Linked DNA regions of Triticum aestivum: region 1 is linked to region 2. A link is a contact called in public Hi-C data. All regions are on one chromosome and are shown on one strand. The core of a region is the stretch at or near the end of the contact, and the rest is flanking DNA. Distances in the headings are between cores, read along the strand shown. Region 1 holds the start of LOC123159595 (FCS-Like Zinc finger 5). Region 2 holds the start of LOC123161975 (CASP-like protein 1E1).

The links. Hi-C and Micro-C count contacts between places; a contact is called where the count stands out from the background.
Region 1: a contact with region 2 is called in a Hi-C map of leaf, with 5 times the contacts expected there. The contact joins the promoter of LOC123159595 here to the promoter of LOC123161975 in region 2. A contact is called at or near these places in 2 of 5 Hi-C or Micro-C datasets (both in leaf).

Annotation. Positions count from the first base shown.
Region 1 is chr7B:528,601,164-528,607,111 of IWGSC CS RefSeq v2.1, forward strand. It overlaps LOC123159595 (FCS-Like Zinc finger 5), which reads left to right and starts at 2,851. Exons shown (of 2, transcript XM_044577412.1): 1 at 2,851-3,214; 2 at 3,360-3,906. The coding sequence starts at 2,994. The coding sequence ends at 3,585.
Region 2 is chr7B:528,181,757-528,187,992 of IWGSC CS RefSeq v2.1, forward strand. It overlaps LOC123161975 (CASP-like protein 1E1), which reads right to left and starts at 3,935. Exons shown (of 2, transcript XM_044579778.1): 1 at 3,531-3,935; 2 at 495-1,111. The coding sequence starts at 3,799. The coding sequence ends at 784.

The sequences.
Region 1 (5,948 bases), core at 1,601-4,100, 420 kb after region 2:
GCGCGGTAGCACCCGCCGGCCGCTGGTTGTTGAGGCCGGTGGTTAGGACAGGGCAGCCAAAAAGAAGAAGATAGGAGGGAGGTTCTATTTTGGACCGTTGGATTAAGATCTAGTGGTGACTGATAAATGACTCATTATAATTGGTCCCTGATAATATTGAGAAAATATCAATTACTTCCGACTTCTGAAACAATATGATTCAAGAGCTACATATGGGGAATACATGCAACCATATTATTACAAAAGTAAGAAAAAGGATGACGAGAATAACTGCAGCAAATGACAACAACAACCATTAATGATCACCACCATCACATTTAGGTATGAAAATGAAACGAAAATGAACGGAAGTAATTGCTGCCACATTTTTTCAGAAAGTGGCGTTGTCTTCACAGCGGAGGCGACGGCCAGCAAGGTGAGATTTTGTCCCAACAACATGAGTTATTAGGTATTTGTGTTATGGTTAATATGCCACTACATGAGTTTTATCGAGTGCCGGACTAACCCACATAGACATAGAAAACGGAAAGCTCCATACACGAAAAACGCTATTCCATTTTCGCTTCCGTGTAAGAAATTTTGTTTCATAATATTTAGTTTTTCCTGAAATAGAAGCAAAAGATTTGCCTCATACATTAAACAAGAAGGGGATAACGTTTGTGTTACAATCACCCCTTACAAACAAAAGGATTACTCTCTCGCCATCAAATTGCCTAGATGCTTAGCCCCTGCGGCGATCCAAAGCTTTGTCTCGTCAATCACCGTGTTAAGAACTGTCATTGGGGCGCACTTATGATGGAAGACTCCAGCGTTTCCCTCGTGCCAAATTGATCAAGAAACCAACAAGGTTAAAGATGCCATGGCCTTCCTATTGGATATACTAAAGCTAGGACGACTAGACCACCAATCCTTGACGGAGCGTTCGAGGTGCCAAAGGGACGTGTCAATGTTGGTTAGATGAAGCTTGTCAATCACCACACTCCATAGGCGCAAGGTGAACCGACACTTGAGGAATATGTGATCACTGGATTCTTGGACTCTCTTGCAAAGTGGGCATAGCCAACAATTCTGCCATCCACGCTTTGCCAATATATAGTCTATCCAAATTGGATCTTGAATAGCCAACCAAGCGGCAAATTTCACTTTTGGCCATGCCCAAGCCTTTCATACCATTTGACCCAAGGTTGTGTGCTTCCAAACGATATCACCTTTGGTTTGGTCATCAAGGTTAACATCTAAGGTGCATCCAAAGTGTGAAATATTCACATATGCATTGCCATGAAGTGACTCTCGAACTTTCCATTTTTTCTTGAGGAAGCCTCAAAGATAAGAGGTGCAATATCCATGGGTTTACGACCAAGAAGCCAACACGAGCTCCAAAATGGTGTTTTCGCACCATTGCCGGTGGAGACGGTGGAAGAAGCATAGAGGAAGTTGGGATCATCCTCATCACATGGGTTTCCCATCCCTACCCAAAACTTGGAAGTCTCTTTCCATTTATACCAAGGCCAAGGTTACCTAAGAGCACGCATGAATTTGTCGGTATTGAGCACACCTAATCCAACATACTCTGAAGGTTGACAAACCGCCTTTGAGTTGACCTTGCATTTTTCTTCGGTCGTCTTGTCTGAAGCAGACCAAATGAAAGCTCGTTCGAGCTTGTTGATGTCGTGGAATATGCCCGACGAAACTACAAGCGGTGTGATAAAGTAGTGGTTTGGGAGGTGATCACCGGCTTGACGAGGGCCGTGCGACCAATGAAGATTATGTTTTGAACCTACCAAGTGACTACCTTTCCTACAAACTTGTCCACGAGGTGCCAGAGACGATCCACCTTTTTAAGGCACAAAACAGATAGGGGCAACCCCAAATAACGCATTGGGAAGGAGGCTTTTGTGGCCTGTAAGCTTCGCACAATTTGCTCAAGATTGATATGATCGCATAGAATAGGCACCGCCGAGCTCTTGTGAAAGTTAGTACATAGGCCCGTGACATCTCCAAATCCTCTCATGATGCCAGCGAGATTATCAATGTCACCTTTGATGGGGCATAAATATTGCCGCATCATCGCATACAGTGAGGTACGCACCAGAGCGCCCCTCCCACGAATCCTGGGTAGGATGCCATTGCCAACTCAAGAAGAAGTTGTGGGGGGGAGGGGGGGGGGGTGTTCAATTCCACATTCCCTCTCCATTTTCATTTTCCCACGCAAAAACCAAAAACAAATCACTTCATTTTCAGCCCTGATCATATTCTAGTTAGTTGCCCGCTCCGGTCATGATCACAGCCACAATGCTCGGCGTACACCTGCTTCACTTCTTCCCGTTCCACAGATTCTAGGCGCGCGGTCGACGGAGAAACCAACGAGACTACTAATCTGGCCGCTGTGCCCGTCAGCCCGTCCACCGCCCCCGGACCCAGAGAGCTGGATTTCATACGCCGGATTCGGCGCCAGAAGATCGCACCACCAGGCCACCACCCTGGAAAGATCCCAGCTTCCACCGGAAGAATTCAGGGATGACTAACAATGCACGTGCGCCAGGAGGCAAAACCAAAGTTAACAAGTATTTTGATCACTGCACTGCAGCCTGCCTGCAGGGCAGATAAAACGCTTGTTAACTGATGGACTGAGAGTTTCAGGGGAAAGAAAAGTTGCCGGTCAGGTATCTGGCCCCTCTCCATGGCTGCATGATTGATTTGATTCGATCCGGCCATCGACTTCCCGGCCAGCCAACAGGTTCCCTCACACTCCTCTCCTACCACCCATGGTTTCGTCACGGAGCACAACCAACGGCACGCATGCAAACAGACAAAAGCGGGCTGGCTTCCGTGCCCTCCGTCGTATATAACCCCGGCCCGGTCACCTCCATCCGCCAAACTAACAAGCAAGCGTGCCCAGGCGCACCACCCGAGCACGCACGCACGCACGCACGCATCACTCTCCTCTCAGGAGCAACGGCGGCCGTGCCTGCCACGCGCGCGCGAGCATACACATGGGAGAGGTCGCCTCCACCGCAGCGGCGGCGTCGCTCTCGTCGTCGTCCTCGCTGCTGATGGCTGCGACGGCCGTCAAGGGGGACGAGGAGCGGTACGTCATGGTGGCGTCGAGGTTCTTCCGGGTGAAGCCGGGCGCTGCTGCCCGCCACCACTTCCTCGACTCGTGCTTCCTCTGCAAGAGGAGCATCTCCCGCGACCGCGACATCTTCATGTACAAGTACGAGCAAGCTAAATTCATCTAGCGCTACTGCCTACTGCTGCAGCCTGCAACCGCAATTGATTCTCTTTTATTTCCACGGCGAGAAGATCACAACTTCACAGGTGATGATTCTTGGTGCTGATGCGGGCGTTGGTTTGTGCAGGGGTGACGCGGCGTTCTGCGGCGAGGAGTGCAGGCAGGACCAGATGGCCATGGACGAGGCGCTCCACGCGGCGGCGCGCCGGCACCGCAAGCAGGCCGCGGCCGAGCAGGCTGCCGGCACCGCGCGCCGCGAGGCGGCGGGCGCGACGACGGCGTCGATGGTGCACCGCCGGCCGACCATCGCCAACCTCGGCGCGGTGGCGCGCACTCCCGTGGCCGCCAGCTAACACCGTATGCTCGTCGGCGCGCTCGTGCACGTATCGGCTGCGCATGCACCATGGATCGATCTTCCTTGGCTATAGATCGCTAGGTGGCTAAAAAACGAACTGATTATAACAGCAGTTCGTCCGAATGCTATCAACAAGCAAGAGGGGAGAGATGTATAGTTGAGTCATGGATCTCAAAATGTTTTCCTGCATGTTATTGCTGTGTATGCTAAAGTGGATCATCAGCTCTACATAGTACTAGCTGGAGTTCATCGATCAAGCTTAGCTTTCGAGTCTTCTTCGGGACACGTTAATCTGAGCGTGTGTTCTTCTTCTCAATGATATGATACCCTGCTTCTTCCTGTGTATGCTAGTCTTCTGCATCAGTAGTAGACGTATCCTTCTCCGAGCTTATGTTACAAGAAGAAACCTACAGGACCGGATCCATAGTAGTAATTGGCACCACTGTGTTTTTCTAATAATTTTCTTAAAAAAACTTCAGAGTGCCTCTAGCGATGCCTTGTAGGCTCTGTCGCTCTGATACATGTTCGCAATGAGACTTTTCTTAAGATAAAACTGCATAAATATTTACATAAGAGCGTCCATCATGTCGCTCTCTGGACCGTAGATTCTTCACAAGATATTTGCAGAAATTTGGTTCTTAGGAAGAAAACTTCCCACCAGGAGAGATGTGCAAATAAATTCCTGTAAATCAATCATTTTCATCTACTTTGGATGAAAGTTGTTTCTTTGTTGCGCCTTTACTGTGACCTACACTCCTATCCAAATGGCTACTCTATAACTTTGTTATGTGTTGCGCTTCATTGCTGTCATGCTCATGCGCCAGGGAACATCTTACATGAGTTAGCAACTCCGATCTCGGTGATCAGATCACCGAAACAACATATCTTTCCATCTCCCTTTCAGTTCTTATTACAAAGGAAAATCCTTAGGTGGAACTTTTTTTCTTGATTTGCGCCTGTCAGCCTCTCAATTGGAAAACAGACATAAATGACCGCCCAACTTGCCCTTTTATACAGGAGGGCAACAGGAACAAGTGGCAGTAACTATCGGCGACACCCGAGCGCGCCTATTGGCAAACTTTTTCCCGGGACAAAAATTAAAATTCGCAAACCAATCATGCAACATCCAGAATCAGCTACTTAACATATTCCTGGAACCAGTGGCAGGAGAGAATGGGAACACACAGAAAAATAATGAACTACTAAGACATAAATAAAGGCCATGATGCTTGATTCAATTCTACTTTAAGATATGATGTATGGTGTATGGTTCTGGGTTTAAAATCAACGGAGCCATCAACAATCCCACACGCGACCGAATAAATAATCAGTAGTGACATGCCACTGGAGATATTCCAAGAGCTGGAGTGTGACAGCAAGTAAAGAGCAAAGTCGTAGGCCCTCCAAGGCATCAAGCTCACGCCTGAGAAGGACAGGAGAGCCTATGAATGTTGGAACAAGTGCTTGCAAAGGAGAGGGGCGACCGGTGAGAGCGCCACGACGGTAGAGAGCGATGGAATTCTACTTGACAACAAATTGCACTTTATTCTATGCTACCTTCTCTTATGCAGCAGCAGTTGATCTTATCACCCCTAAGAGAGGGACTTGTCACTTGTGAGTGACCTCCATTTGGCGGCAGACCCGTTCTTCGAGTACTACGTGGAAGAGCTACAAGATTTCGACTCTGGGACTCAATGACACCTTCTGCACAGACAGATTTCGATGATCCCACCATACCAGTAGTTTCTCAACTTCCGGTGGCATGTGTATAACTCTTTTTGTTAGAGCACTTGCAAATAATACACATGTGCAAGATGTTCAAAACCATATGTTAAATGAGCTAGAAACACAATGGTAACAGAGAAAGGAGGAAACAAATAAGTACTCCCTCTGCTCCTAAATATAAGGATCAGTTTGGATCGTGTCCACGTTCAATCATGCCTGGCCTGGAGCATGCCTGAGGTGTGCCTGGATAGTGTTTGGTTCATGCCTAAAAAATTGAGTGCTAGCCTGGCCTGTTGATGGGACAACTTGATTAGCCTGGAGTATAAACTAGACATCCTACTTAGCCTGGACCAGGCGTTGGAAGAGGGACGCCTGGGTGCGCCTGGTGCCGTGCCTGGGAATATTATACTATTTCTTTTGGGAAACGTTTAGTGCCGGCGAACCGGCCGAGTGTTCCGCCGGTCGCGCATTGGCCGCTCGATTTGAGCTAATCATACGGCCACAAAACAGCTAACGACCCACGTGCTAACTCTCTTTCACATCCACGTGCTTCCCAAAGGGCCCACGCGCACCGCACTTATCTTCTCCCGTGAGACAACGCCATCCACTGATTTCTTTTCTTCCCCACCGGATCCC
Region 2 (6,236 bases), core at 2,685-5,184:
TGAAACCCGATGAGCTACAAAAAGCCCAATGCCAAGACTTGCACAAGCACAAAATCTCCGGTTCTCCTTTTCTATAATGGAATTTGTAGTGTTGTTCTTAGGGTTAAAGCAGGCAAAACAATCTTAAAATTGTAATGTGATATGTTGCCGTGAAATTTGAGTAATTCGTTGAAATTGTAGGGCGATGCAGTTTTATGATATAGAGTGGCTTATTGATAGTGTTTAGTTTGCTATAAATTTATACACTGTATAAACATAGAATGTATGATTTCCATAGAATGTGATATAAAACTCGTCGTTCAATATATATATACTTGTGGTGTTTTACTTGGTGTGAACTTTACTGGATGAGTTTTGGTTGAGTTGGGGAAGAAATCAGCCACAAAAATATGTAAACATATATTTACATAAATATACCTATCATCCTATTGGAGAAATGGATGGGTGCAACAACGTGCCATTCTCATACCACAGGTGCAATGGACCAAATCAGCTCAAAAAGTTACCAATCCATCCATATTAGTTCATGCCAAATCAGCTGAAAAGATGACCAATACGTCGATATTAGTACATAACAAGTAAAATCCTCCATACATTTGTATCAATAGCTAACATTACAGTGCCAAAATGCATCGACACAACAATGCGCGCCGTTAAATCAAACCAACGCGTCTAAAGCCGAGACCGTTAGTTCACACGGAAATCAGGTATACCATCTGCATGCATCGATCGGGCATCTCCGATGCGTGCACGATGGATCAGCAGCGGCTGAGCTAGTTACTACTAGTAGGAGGAGTTTTTGTGGACGTCTAGGATGGCGAACATGAGGTGCACGAGGTTGGCGAAGGCGGCGATGAGGGAGACGATGACGGCGGCCATGGCGCGCTCGCAAAAGCTGCTGTAGACGTGGCACACCTTGCCCCAGCGCACGTGGGAGTTGCCGCGCTCGCCCAGGATGCCGAACTCCGCCGACGCGCCCACCGCCGAGAACAGGAGCGCCTGCACCACCAGGTCGCCGACCATCAGCGGCACCACCGCGCTCCGGCTGCGGCACGCCGCCAGCGCCACCGCCGAGAAGACGCACGCCATCGCGTTCGCCACCACGAAGTACCTGCACGCATGTAATGTTTGCTGGTTAGTAAACATTGGATCAATGGGTCATCACAGTAACAATATTATTACAAAGTTTAAGGAGAATATATCGAATTTCGCTGCCCAAGTGTTAGCGCCGTGCATACAGTTGGAACGCTGCCGATGTACACAGGCGTAGAGCGGTTCAGGTGATGACACGTATTGAATGTGCCTGTCCGGTCCGGACGTCTAGCTGTTCATGATGTTGAATGTGCGTACTGTATCAGGGATCTACGTCATTTTCGTGCTTAAATTCCTTTGTAGTAGTCCTTAATAGCTATGTATGTTTCCCCTAAATTAGTTGCACACAATGTGTACGAACAACATCTCTAACAATTAGCAGGAAAGATGAACTTCCCGGAATTAATCCATGAGTACTAACTACTAATTAAGCAACGTCAACCTAGCCTATTAAGCAATCCTTTTATCGACAAAAGAACACAACATATGTATACTGCTGCTGTTTCATTTTCATGAACTCTGATGAAACAAGCGGACACGTCTCTGGCCGAAAAGAATCGATCTCAACAAGCATGATCTCGACAATCCTTTCGGAAATCTCTATCTGTATCCCATATATCTCCGCCTTTTGTAAAAGGCCAAATCGCTTGGTGGCTGCTGGCTTGGGCCGGAGCACATCCATCAGGATGAGCACGTCTGCCCCACCGTGGATGTGACGGATGAGCTGGGACTTAATGCATGCACCCATCTGATTATCCATCCATCTCTTTCCGCAATAAATGCCGCGCGGATCGGCCGATCGGTCGGGCCAGCCAGCCACGTACGCGGTCCACTGAAGATTCATGCGTTTCTGGGCGTGGACGAAGAGGAAATCGTTTTGCAGTTTCTTCCCGACCACCACCAGAAAGATCGACGTGCCCATTACTTGCACCGTGTTCTTGATGGGCACAAAAGCTATCGGCCCTTAGGCCTCGAGCGAATTGGTCTTGTTACCCATTAATTAGTTCATAGTTACTCTAGTTTGTTGCGGCATCCTTGTCTATGGTGCACTGCAAAGGTTCTTTCTAGGTAGGAGAAAGAGAATGTCTTGTTTGCACGTGGAAACTAAAGGTTCGATCGAGCAGTGAGCGGTAGGAATCAGCTGGACGGACACGCACGACACTGCATTTCTTGCGGACCATCGATCCTTCTCACCGGAGAATCCGTACGGAAATATGGAGGAGATGGTGAAAGTGCGTGCAAGCACATTTGCCTAAGTAATGAAAAGGAAATTGCTGTGTCTGGAGCGGCAAACGCTGCTAGCTATAGAGGTGCTTTCGGCAGAAATGGCATGTATTTGTTGGCCTTGACTGGACTACAGTAATACTCCAGTGCAGCAAACTTTCCTAATTAATGAAAATGACAATATATAATTGGTTGGTTGCATGTGCTTGGCTGGCCCATTTCGCAAACGTACGCGGCATCGATCTTGTATCTTTGTGCCAGATAGATACAATGCAGACGTACTACTGCTGCAGACGTACTTGCATCATGAACGTCTGATCGATATCCACCGAACATGACTCCTTCTCGCCGGCGGACCCTTCGGGCACATACACTGCTAAATCCACCTACTTCAGGCTATGCATGGGTAGCGCGAGGGCTCCGTTCGGTGCTTGCATTTGGAAGAGCTGGGACTTGCTCAAATGCAAAATCTTCGTGTGGTTGATAGTTCAGCATCGGATCTGGACTTCGGATAGAAGTGCTAGGCACGGCCTGCAGGACTCTTCCTCCGCCTGCTACACGTGCCTCCAAGAGGAGGACAATGCGGAACATATCCTTATCCAATGTGTCTACGCTAGAGAGGTCTGGCACTACATCTTCGATGCTCTTAGGGTGCATGGCGTCATCCCGGAGCCGAGCGATTGTCTGCTGGACTGGTGGTTGGCAAGGAGAGCTCCTTTTTCGAAGGGCGCCAAGCGTGGTTTCGACACGATCGTCATTGCCACCACCTGGGCTCTCTGGAAGCAACGCAACGCTCGTGTATTTCACCGGACCCAGCAGCAGAAGACGGCGCTGGACCTGGCCCTTGCCATTTTAGGGGAACTCAAAGAGTGGAGGTCGGCGGGATTGGGAGGTAGAGGTTTTGCTACGTTTTGTGAGAGTGTAGGCATAGGGTAATTCCGAGAGTGCGTTAGGGTGTGCGTCCTTGATGGATCTTCCATCATCAACTCCTTGTACTTGACTCTTTCTTCTCTTCTATAAAAGCATGGTACGCCTTTAGCGTACTCTCGAAAAAAAAAATCCACCGAACAAACAGATTAAAGGAAGCAGAAAGAAATCAACAAATCCAGGAGAGCTGTTCACCGGAGAACGATAGCGTCGTGTGAATGTGTAATTAATTGTAGTGCTGGTGGCCAGGAAGAGGAAAGAACCAAAGTACGGGGGCGAGCGCTTACACGAAGGCGGAGGAGTAGGACCACTTGGCCGTGACGGGGACCTGCAGCGGCGGCAGCGTGTCGGCGATGGTGACCTGCACGGTGGCCGTCTGCCGGTCCAGGCCCATCACCACGGCGGCGACCAGCGTCGCCGCCAGGATGAACACGCGCAGTGCCACGCCGCACCCGTCCACCGCCGGCTTGCTAGGCGCCGCCGCCCCCATGTAGCTCCTCCGGCTGCCGGACAGGCTGCCCGCGCCGCTGAACCCGGGCTTCACCCGCGACTCCATTGCCGGACGCCGGTCTCTTGGGTAGCTAAGCGGGTAGAACGGTGCGGTCGTGGTGTGGCACGGAGAGCGTGCGTCACTGACTCGCTACCTGAGAGAAGGAGCAGGCTAGGCGTGGTTGGCTCTATGCAAGAATGCGTTGGACGGGGATCGGTACTTATGGTTGGGAGTAGGTTGGGGTCACCGCGATGAGCATGGCTACCGCTCACCGTCTTAACGGGTAACGAACTGAAGTCGACTGGGATTTTTGCCGCCCAATAAGTGGAGTCAGCTCAAATTTTCGCAAAAAATAATAATGATAATAATAAGTGGAGTCAGCTCAAATTTTCTCAAGTCTCGGTTAATTCAAACAGTATTTGATATTTTACATCTAGATGCAATATATTACTACTTCACATCTAAATTTCTAGCCGGTGGATTCAAGCACCAGGACTTGTGTTTTTGCTTTGAGATTTGCTAATTAACATCTACATGAACTCTAAGTTGTCTACCACATGATTTATTTGTCAAGATTCATGTGTGTTGCATGTGTACCTGTTTCAACGTGCTTGCTGGGCCGTTGTTTGGGTAAGAGGAATATAGAGATCGCAATCTACGTAAGCCAAGGAAACTGCCTAACCGTAAATAATCTTGTTTGGCTCGTCCAACAACCCCGTGGATAGGGGAAACTCGTTTCCCAAAAACCCATAATTCCGGGTTTGTGGGAAAACTAGTATTACTCGTTTTTCCACAAACGCGATTAGCATATACAGATGCAACTGCCTTTCTCCGCCCCCGCCTATTCCTCAACAACCTCAGATGGCGCCAATTCTGCTTTTTGCGTCTCAACTCACGCCCTTTTCACTGCCTATAAAAGACAGACTTTGTTTCCCGCATGTTATACACCCAGATCGCAAAGGGCTGGCTGTGATCCCCGTGACAGGCACTGGATGGGAGACGTTGACCTTGGATCTGAAGTTGGTCATCTTCAATAAGGCTCCACATCTCCTTCAGGCTTTCCGTGCATCGTCTTCCCACCTTCAATCAGTCTTCCCATCTTCAATCAGGTTCCATGGCTTCACCATCCTACACAGCAGTACGAATTTGTGTTTGTAAATATTTCATGGTACTGTTGATTGAATTAATCTATTTGGTAGTGAACCCTATTTTGCATAAAACCTCTGATAATTTCATATGGGCAATTCCTAGGACATAGTAGATCCAACAACCTAGTAATCTGTTAATCTAAATGATAACACGCACTGTTGAAGGAAAAATTAGAGGCAACTCTGATTAGGGAGTACCGTAAATATGAACATGTGGCACATAAGAGAATCAGATTGCACTATGAATGCCTATATACATACTAAAATGATCTAACACCGAACCACAATTAGATTATCGATGACTATATATATCACGTGCAGTAGTTAATTTTTCATGACAAGGATGCAGTTTAAAGCACACTGTAAGGATAATTTTCCATAAGTATCAATCATATTTATCCAGAATATATAGTGTGCAGTAAGAGCTAAGCAGTAAGCAGATGAAGATTAGAATACCTTGTGATGTCATCTGATGTTGATAGCAGTACGTGGGGCAAGCGAGACCAGATTTAATAGAAAATTAAAGATCTTGGCAGCAACCTAGGAAAATAACCGATAAGGGATGTGAACATCCCGTTAGACAAACAAGCGACAAAAATTCAAGTGTCCAGTCATAGCATGAACAAAGGATTAGTGGCATGCTCATTTTCTTCCACTTCGTAGATTTATTCCTTTTGAATCAAATGACTCATCTTCCATTATTGCTTCTTGTATCCTCTCTGTAGAAAAATATGGATGATGAGAAGGAAAAGAAAATTAAGAAGGAAAACACAGATAAAGCTAAGCGCCATGTATGGAAATCTTCAGAGGACAAAATACTGCTGAATATATTAAAAGATCAAAGCCTACATGGAGGAAAAGAAGGAACAGGTTACACAAAGAAAGCATGGCGTGATATCTTAGAACAATTCAATGATTCAAGGGTAGAAAAACTTGAATTACAACAACTGAAAAATCGTCATAAGTACTACAGGAGTTGCTAGAGCACCATGGACAGACTTCTAAAACTCACGGGATTTGGTTGGGATGACGATGACAAAATGATAAAAGCTCCAGAAGATATTTGGGTAGAACTAATTAAGGTAAGTTTGTTCGAGTAGAATTCATATAAAGTTTCCATATCCTATTATTAACAAAAACATTAAACAACTTGCAGAAGGATAAGGCTATCCAAGAATATCGAGATAAGGTGTGGCCTAGTTGGATAGATCTTCAAGCCATATGTGCTAGTTCAACAGCATCTGGAGCTGGTGTTGTATCTAGCAAAGGAAATGATGGTACATGTACGACCAAATCTTCACAAATTGATCTCAATACGGAAGTTGAAGTACATGACATCGATTCTGATGAAATCA